2 separate regions of the Xenopus tropicalis genome follow, and region 1 is linked to region 2. The links are chromatin contacts, called in public Hi-C maps. All regions are on one chromosome and are shown on one strand. The core of a region is the stretch at or near the end of the contact, and the rest is flanking DNA. Distances in the headings are between cores, read along the strand shown. Region 1 has its middle 17 kb from the start of eef1g. Region 2 overlaps ahnak (neuroblast differentiation-associated protein AHNAK).

Region 1 (4,474 bases), core at 750-3,249, 84 kb before region 2:
CCTTTTCTGTCCCTGTGGTGGGGCTTCTTTTTGCCCTACAAACATTTTTCTGGGCTTCAAAATAAGCCCTGCATTTCAAGTACACAGAGGCCCAAACAGCCCCCCACCAGCCCAATAAATAATGTCTTACAGCACTGAAATGTGTACAAACTGGCCTACCTCTAACCCTTCTTAGAGTTCACCAACAGAGCTCTTTGGCTTCTCCAATCCCAACTCCGAGGCAGATATAATTTGTTAGGAACACATGGAATAGGTTTATTAAGTGCCTAATAATAAAATATAACACTTGCACTATACAGGTCACTAAAACCACAGCACTATGACACTAACCCTACACTCCTGACCACCCCACCCTAACCCACAGACACAACGTCACACATGCCAGGAAAATTGCACTATACCCCACCACACGCTGGTAACAGAATACAACCATTTTTAGTAACTTCTGACAGCGCCAAGGCACATTCTGAGGATGCCAGAATACAACATAACACGCACTAAAGGCACTATATTAGAACTGCACAAGCTCGTAACACTATATGACACGGAGACCTTCTCTAGTACCCTTCCACTTCCATACAGAATGCTTAAGTAATCTCATCCAGGACTGGCCAACTAAAAGCCTTTGGCAATCCAAGGGATTCTTCTAGTCTCCTATAGATAAGGCTCACACAGTTTATTGTTGTTCGTTTTTTGTTTTTTTTGTTATGTATGCCTTACAATATTCCATATTACACAAGTGACTGTATATGCATAAATCACACTGGAAAAACATTGCAAAAGGCACCAAATGATGTCTCTATGAGTTATTCACAAGCATCTGTTGACAAGTTGTCAACCTGCAATTAAAATTAGTCTCTTTTTTGTTTGTTGGGGGGTGGTTGTTGTGTGACAATATTACCTGGTTGTTTGTCTTTGTGCCATGTGACACTAGTTTTAGATTGTAAGTTCTTGTGAGCAGGGCCCTTTGATCCTATTTCTATTTTGTACGCTTTGTTTATTAACTTATTGTAAGGCCAGGTTGCTGCGTAACTGCATGCCACTATATAAATAAATAAAAATTATAACAATGATGATGAATGGAAGAGATCCTAGACTCAGTAGAAAGGAAGGCTTGGTTTAATCCACAGATCATAAAAGCCTGGATCCTGGGAAAAACAAACAGTTAATTGCTGATTAATTAGACCCAGTGCAAAACTGTTTGCATAATATCAAGACTGATTACAGGGAGATTCTGGAATCCCATCAATGGCTTCTATTAAATTCAGATGCAATTTGGGCAGAGGGCACTTCATGTCTCAACTCAACCAAAGTTACCACCTATAATAATGCACTTGTGTTGTGTAGTCGCACTCTTAGTAATCACATCGCCTTACATATTTTCCTACCAACATTTCACTTTGGGCCTTACCTGCCCATCAGATTATGACTAACTACACCCAGATTTATCCCAAATAATCCTAAAGATTTTATATAATCTTATTAAGAAACTAGTAGTTGCTGGACCCTGTGGCTGCTGGGAAGTCCAGGTATATAGAGGACCCAATGAGAGACCTGAGTTAGACACAGGTTGAAAAGGCATAACAAACAGATCATAGGAGTAGGGGATAATAAAAAGGTTTTGCCACCACTGGCAAAACACCCAACAATATCTTTCCATTGCAGCCGCCATAAATGGACACTGGTAGGTCAGTGTAATTGTACAAATGTGCAAAGATTCATAGTGCAAACACTGACAACCCCTCAGTGATTTACTTTGCCCACAACTCAAGATATTTCAGGTGCTTTGCTGTCCAGGAATTACTGCGGGTGCCAAAACCCCTCCTTGTGTCATTGCCCTTACAGATGTATATTGAATACTTGCTCCACTGAAGTCAATGAAACAAATATAGGCAACAGCTACAAATCTTTGGGCTTGCACCTCACATGAGGGCGAGTAGCTAGTTGTACACCCCCTCCTCCCAACACTACACTACATCAATTAACCTTAATGTGCAAGCCATGGAGCTGAGAACACAGTCCTTTCCTCTCCTTTATCTCTTGCCCCTTCCCCCTCTGCCTGCAGGTTGGAATGAGAAAGGAACATTCCGCAGAGGCTTGGCATTCCTTCCTGAGGATTCACTTCCCCAGCATTCCCCTGGGCTCACCTCCTTTTGCCTACCTGCCTCATCTGTCCAATTGAATATCTGCAGACCCAGAAAAATTGCAGTTATTACAGATCACTTGTATTCATAAGGCAGACCTAAAAGAAAGATTTGTAGCAGATGTTTTGGGACAGACTTTATCTAACTCCCATCATGAGTCTGACAATGAGAAGCAAAAGTCTATCAGACTTTATCATCAGGTGATCCTTATGTTGGATCTGTCAGGCACGTGCAGCTAGCATGTGAAAGGCTGACCCATCCCACAAACCCATCTACCCTGATTGCTAACAGTGCATTGCTTAATATTAATTAATTGGAGTCCCCCAATTTGTTTAGCAGACTGGCCCTGGTGGTTCTGATGGTTAAAACAATGCAATGCTATCTTCTGCTACATTGTTCCAAGCAACAGTATCAGCAGTGAGGAAAGGAACATACATACTCCTTTCAATTACAATTATATTTACAAATAACTTTAAAACCACTGATAAAGGTTAATGAAAGTTACTTTGAATTACAATTTTCTTTTTGGGTTTACATGCCCTTTAAACTATTAGGACTCATGGAAGCTTGAAAGGCTAATAGGGAAGATGTTGCCCCTTTAGGAGTGGCACAGTCATGCTCTCTGCTAAAGGTAAAGCAAGCTCTGTCGCCCTAAAGTACATAGGTGGCGCTCATATATAACTTTATGTTACCAAGGAGGAACCTACATGGCCTCCAGGCTTCAGGCTCATTGCATATGTTATTGTGTTCAGATTAATGTAATGGAAACATTAGCCTAAATCAGTTAAAGAACTATATTTACCTGGCTGCTTTTAAGGTATTTACTGCAATTTGTGAACAGTACAAGGCATTAGGGAGAAGGTGTGGCTCAGTAAATAGGTCGCCGGCTATGGCACTGAATTCCCATTCACGAAAACCTGACTTCAATGAATGTGTTAACCTGTAGGACAAGTCTCATCTGGTCCCTGTGTCTCAGGAACTAAAGGCTAGAGTGCAAGTCCTGTGGAATGCAGTCATTTTTATTCCTAGAAATATTCTGTGTGCACTGCTATGTGGTGATAAGATGCAGCAACAAAGCTACAACTGGTAGCATTAATGGTGCAGGATGAACTGCTAGCATTTTTGGTGCAGGATGAACTGGTAGCATTAATGGTGCAGAATGAACTGCTAGCATTCCTGGTGCAGAATGAACTGCTAGCATTAATGGTGCAGAATGAACTGCTAGCATTCCTGGTGCAGAATGAACTGCTAGCATTAATGGTGCAGGATGAACTGCTAGCATTAATGGTGCAGGATGAACTGCTAGCATTCCTGGTGCAGAATGAACTGCTAGCATTAATGGTGCAGTATGAACAGCTAGCATTCCTGGTGCAGAATGAACTGCTAGCATTCCTGGTGCTGGTGCAGAATGAACTGCTAGCATTCCTGGTGCAGGATGAACTGCTAGCATTCCTGGTGCAGGATGAACTGCTAGCATTCCTGGTGCAGGATGAACTGCTAGCATTCCTGGTGCAGAATGAACTGCTAGCATTCCTGGTGCAGGATGAACTGCTAGCATTAATGGTGCAGGATGAACTGCTAGCATTCCTGGTGCAGGATGAACTGCTAGCATTCCTGGTGCAGAATGAACTGCTAGCATTCCTGGTGCAGGATGAACTGCTAGCATTAATGGTGCAGTATGAACAGCTAGCATTCCTGGTGCAGAATGAACTGCTAGCATTCCTGGTGCAGGATGAACTGCTAGCATTCCTGGTGCAGGATGAACTGCTAGCATTAATGGTGCAGGATGAACTGCTAGCATTCCTGGTGCAGAATGAACTGCTAGCATTAATGGTGCAGTATGAACTGCTAGCATTCCTGGTGCAGGATGAACTGCTAGCATTCCTGGTGTAGGATGAACTGCTAGCATTCCTGGTGCAGGATGAACTGCTAGCATTCCTGGTGCAGAATGAACTGCTAGCATTCCTGGTGCAGAATGAACTGCTAGCATTCCTGGTGCAGGATGAACTGCTAGCATTAATGGTGCAGTATGAACAGCTAGCATTCCTGGTGCAGAATGAACTGCTAGCATTCCTGGTGCAGGATGAACTGCTAGCATTCCTGGTGCAGGATGAACTGCTAGCATTCCTGGTGCAGGATGAACTGCTAGCATTCCTGGTGCAGGATGAACTGCTAGCATTCCTGGTGCAGGATGAACTGCTAGCATTCCTGGTGCAGAATGAACTGCTGGCATTCCTGGTGCAGGATGAACTGCTGGCATTCCTGGTGCAGGATGAACTGCTAGCATTCCTGGTGCAGAATGAACTGCTAGCATTAATGGTGCAGTATGA
Region 2 (4,402 bases), core at 547-3,046:
TTTAGACATAATATATATAGATTATAGATATTAGAGAGCAGTGCCAAGAATTCTTGGATTCAAGGTTCGATTCCATCCCGGGCACAGGGAGTTTGCATGTTCTCCTTATGCTTGGGTGGGTTTTCTTCTATACTCAAACGGTTAAATGAGTCCTGATAACAACTGAGTGAGTACGATAGGGAATTTAGACTGTAAACTCCACTGGGGCAGGAGTGTGGAAAATATCTATGCCATATACATGAAAGATTATTATTATGAAAATTTCTGTCTTCAAGGATGCCCCAAACCGTTGCACAGTGGTAGCCTGGAATCAGGATTAAAATACAAAGCAACTATAAGGATAGCAATAACATGTTTCAACACAACATTATGTCATAACTTGCATGGTATACAGCATTTTAAAGCTGTTTCATTAAACTTTTCTTTTAAACTGTTATTTTATTTATATGAGACACAAGGTTTGGGGCAGTTGTTTGTAACACTAGTAAACTGTAGTTGCAGTATTTTTCATAATCTTTAAGTACTTGCAGTTAGATGCCATTAACATAATCTTTCAGTTTACATATAGGTATAAATGGGTTTCTTTACATTAGCTAAGACATAGTGCACCCCACATGGTGAGTATTGTGGACTGGTGCTCAGTGCACCAACTGGTGATCTAGTGCATGGACTGCACTTCTACCTAAAAGTATATTTATGAAAGAACTTAAGGGCAGTTGAAAAAAAAACTCCAAAATCCCACACAAGTGATTGACCCATGGTGAACTGTAGCAATCTGTATTTTCATTCTTTCGTTTTTAACCAGAAAGTAATGTAACCATTACCTACTTTGAACCACAGTGTAGCAAGGAACTGGAATGAAGTAACTGGTGTGGTTGAAAGGGAAATGTATTGTGTTACATTTGGTTTGCATTCACTTATGGACAAAGGTTATCCTGTACAAAGATCCTTTTTATCTTATATCTGTGTAAATATAAGTCTAACATGAAGTGATGTGTTCAATATTTTCATTAGACCAGGAGCAGTCAGCACTAGGGGCTCCTCAGGACAGGAAGCCCCTTTCTCAACACAGACTGTGCTCCTGTTGATAAGTAATGTAATTGTGACCCATTATTATATGTTTTATATATTTATTTTATCCTGCTCTGCCCTGTTGCTAATCCTGGCAAGACCCCAAGTAAACTGAAGAGGTCGGCAATTTCTCACAAAATACAGAGTATGTATGCTGGCTAATGAAAGGCAAATTCTCTTTTGAAAGACAATTGCCATTTGCAGTAATCAGCAGAAAAAAAACTACTGTGGGAATCCAGTACGATTTCCTACTTGCAGACATTGCCTTTTGACCCTTAACTCTTGAATGTAAATCCAAGGGGCAATTTGTTAATTGTTTTATTCAGGCCGAAGCCTACCTCGGCTTTGACTGACTGAGGCATGTATCCTCATACTTTGCGGTTTGGGAGAAAATTCAAAAAGCTCCAAAAACAGGGAGCACCATATCTGACACATAGTTACCCCCCCCCCCAACGAATTTGCATTAACTTTAAGTCACAGTGTAGATAGGTACTACACTGGGGCTAATTCCTTATTGAACAACTGCACTCTCACCCAATAGCATGTATGGTATATCCCGAGACATGATAATTACAGTTACTTTGAGTGTAATATTTAGTATAATCATAGCTTTTAAATGACTTTAACCCCTTAGCTTCCTGCTGTACATAGTGTGCTCCGTATACATGCTTAGGCCTGCCTGTACATTGCTGAGGTGAGTGATGAGGGTGGTGAGAGTACTTTGTTGTTTGCCCTAAAGCTGCCCCTCCTCCAGCACATTAGGAATGTAACTCTCCTGGACCAGGAAATAGGATAACAGTGTGAGAATTGCCTTTCTGCTTTAAGGCCTAAATAGAATACCAGTGGGCCATTATTTCTGCATGGGGGAGGGCACACACATTTGGCACATATGTATACAATTAAGTTGTCTCCCAGGAAGTATGGCAGCTCACACACATTTAAGGAAGCTGCTTATTTGTATTCAGACAGATTCAGCTCCTCACCTGTTGTTACATATGTGCAAGCTCATAAGGCACTCCTTTTTGTGAGAAATAGTGTAAGTGGTGGTAATGCAAGTAGTGTCCACTTTTGTTAAGTAAAAACTATGTGGTTGGAGAAAGAACCCCACTATTGCACTGCCGCAGTATTTTACAGGATAAGGGGGTACTGCTGTCAATGGGACTGCTGGTTTCCTGGGTGCCACCGTGGCCCTCGTTGAACAAGGTTTGGCTTTTATAGCAACCATAAACACTCCTTTCCTGAACCTCTTTCTCTTAGTGTCCCTTGGATGTCTCTTAGACACTCGATCCCCATTGCCCCTGTGCCCTGACACATGTGACAAAGATGAAAATAGCGTCAAAACATTCCATGAAAACATTCCACCTCTCACGTTACCTGAAATTCAGCTATGACATTCACAGCAAGACTGTCTTACTGAACCCATTTTATTTTTCCATTTCTCCTTTTTCTTCCTCCACCCATATATACACACACCTGATTTTTTAATCGCAATATAAAGGCTGCCTTTTTGATCCAATACTGATATGGATAGTGAGTAAGTTCTACATAGAGATCACTTATTGTACAGCCAGCTGGCAGGATCTGGTCACACACTGGGACACATGAAATACAAATTACACTGTACATACCAGACTGGCACAAAAAACTAAGTTTTTATACAAAAATGTTATTCTTAAAATATTCTTAAAACTTGACCCTGATAGAAAATGATGTATTAAGTATGGGCAAGTGCCATTGTGGGGTCAGTGGAGGAGCAAAACACAGCTCTTCATCTACTGAGGCTGCAAACCCTTAGTTTTCTGTGAGAGATGCCAGTCACAATAGCCGCAGGGCAGTTACTATGACCTTCCTGGTATGTTGTTGCCTTTGGAGTACTGTACAAAAATGATTCTGATCCTCTAACAGGTGTTGTCCTTAAATGTTTCAAATAGAATGAGCACAAAACCATATACACAGCTTAAAACTGGAGTACCTGAAAAAGGGCAGACCAGCAATTGGGGATGACCTCTAAAAAATAAGTATCCTAATTTATCCTCATTTTGCTGCTAAGCAAATGAGGCCTGGCTGAAATGGCTGTGGTTATGGGCTTCTCTTCACATGGTCTGCGTGTGGCTCAAATAGATTTAACTGGAGCCAAATGGAAACTTTTGGGTGGACAAATCAGGCAGAGAGATCCCCTTGTTTGCCGACCTCCTGAGACAAGCTGTTCTTCCCAAATCAGTGGTATTTTGTAATGTTTACTTTTGTTTGTTTTTGCCTGCCCAGCTTGCCACCTTCCACTTACTAGGTACCACGTAATTCTCCAGGCACCAGCTGTGATTATTGCCATTATTTTCTTCCTTTGTGCGTTATAAAATAGAGACAGCCAAAATTGCTCCCACCTTTATGCACTTACGGATGATCTAGTGGAATTTTGGGGGTGGGTTGGAAAAGTTCTTCAGGGACAGGGAATTATTCCTCTCTTGAAAACAGTAAAATAAAGCAAATGCCTAATGCAAGAAATATTTTCCTCTTATTAGAGTATGGAGAGAGGGGGAAGGAGTTTATCAGCTGCAGATGTTAAAGACGTGTGTGGAAGGCAGATCTTCTCCTCCAACTTTTTTCCCTCCTCTCTTTCTGTAATCCGAGAGGTATATGTGGCATTATACATGGATAAACCAGCTCTGCTGGATCATACAGCCTCCCCAGCATGTCTCTGCACGGCCTCCCTGCATTCCTGCACCTCAAAGCGCCTCTGTTCACAGAACACAACAATCCTGCTTTGTTCTAGACCTCGTTTTTTTTTTTATTTTCAAATGACCCCCCTTTTTTGGGGGGGGGGGTTTGTAAAGAAAAAAAAAAACCTGGCAAATTCGCCCACCCTTATGCCTTGCTTTCTTGCAGTATATCCCTTCCCCACCCAGCACTAATTTAACTGACAGGAATCTGATGTCTTACTCTCCTAAATATGTATTCTGCATGTATGGTTCTATCTATATAGTATACAACTTTATGCTCACGGCAACAATTTATAGGAAAAGCTCCCATACGGCTAGCAGACATTAAATTGGCCTGTAAATTAAAGGAAAATGTTTTGATATAATAAGACCAATGGCACACGGGCCATTTCTGAGCATTCATCGATAGACCCCCAAGCTCACTGCCACGGTTTAGGCATTTACCCTTTAAATCAGAGGATAAGCAATTCCAGACTGTACTCCAGCTGAGCTGGAAGTTGCACTGGGATAAAACTCTGGGCATCTGCTCTAATGAAGCTCTTAGTGAGAGAACTGTATTTCATCCAGTAATTGGGAGTTCTAGGGTGTGGTTATAAGTCTTTTCTGAGAGTGGA

What was found. Hi-C and Micro-C count contacts between places; a contact is called where the count stands out from the background.
Region 1: a Hi-C map of gastrula embryo shows a contact between it and region 2, with 2.6 times the contacts expected there. The contact joins two enhancer-like sites. A contact is called at or near these places in 5 of 5 Hi-C or Micro-C datasets (brain, gastrula embryo, liver and 2 more).

What each region holds. Positions count from the first base shown.
Region 1 is chr4:36,789,451-36,793,924 of UCB_Xtro_10.0, reverse strand. No RefSeq gene overlaps it. Among named protein-coding and RNA genes, the nearest start is that of eef1g, 17 kb to the left of the region's middle. Within about 2 kb of position 1,999, at least 5 of the 11 cell types and tissues checked have an H3K27ac peak or open chromatin away from gene starts, as enhancers often do. A contact at or near this core is called in gastrula embryo and neurula embryo, where this site is marked.
Region 2 is chr4:36,705,400-36,709,801 of UCB_Xtro_10.0, reverse strand. The region is part of intron 1 of ahnak (neuroblast differentiation-associated protein AHNAK); the gene reads left to right. Among named protein-coding and RNA genes, the nearest start is that of ahnak, 18 kb to the left of the region's middle. Within about 2 kb of position 1,796, at least 3 of the 11 cell types and tissues checked have an H3K27ac peak or open chromatin away from gene starts, as enhancers often do. A contact at or near this core is called in gastrula embryo and neurula embryo, where this site is marked.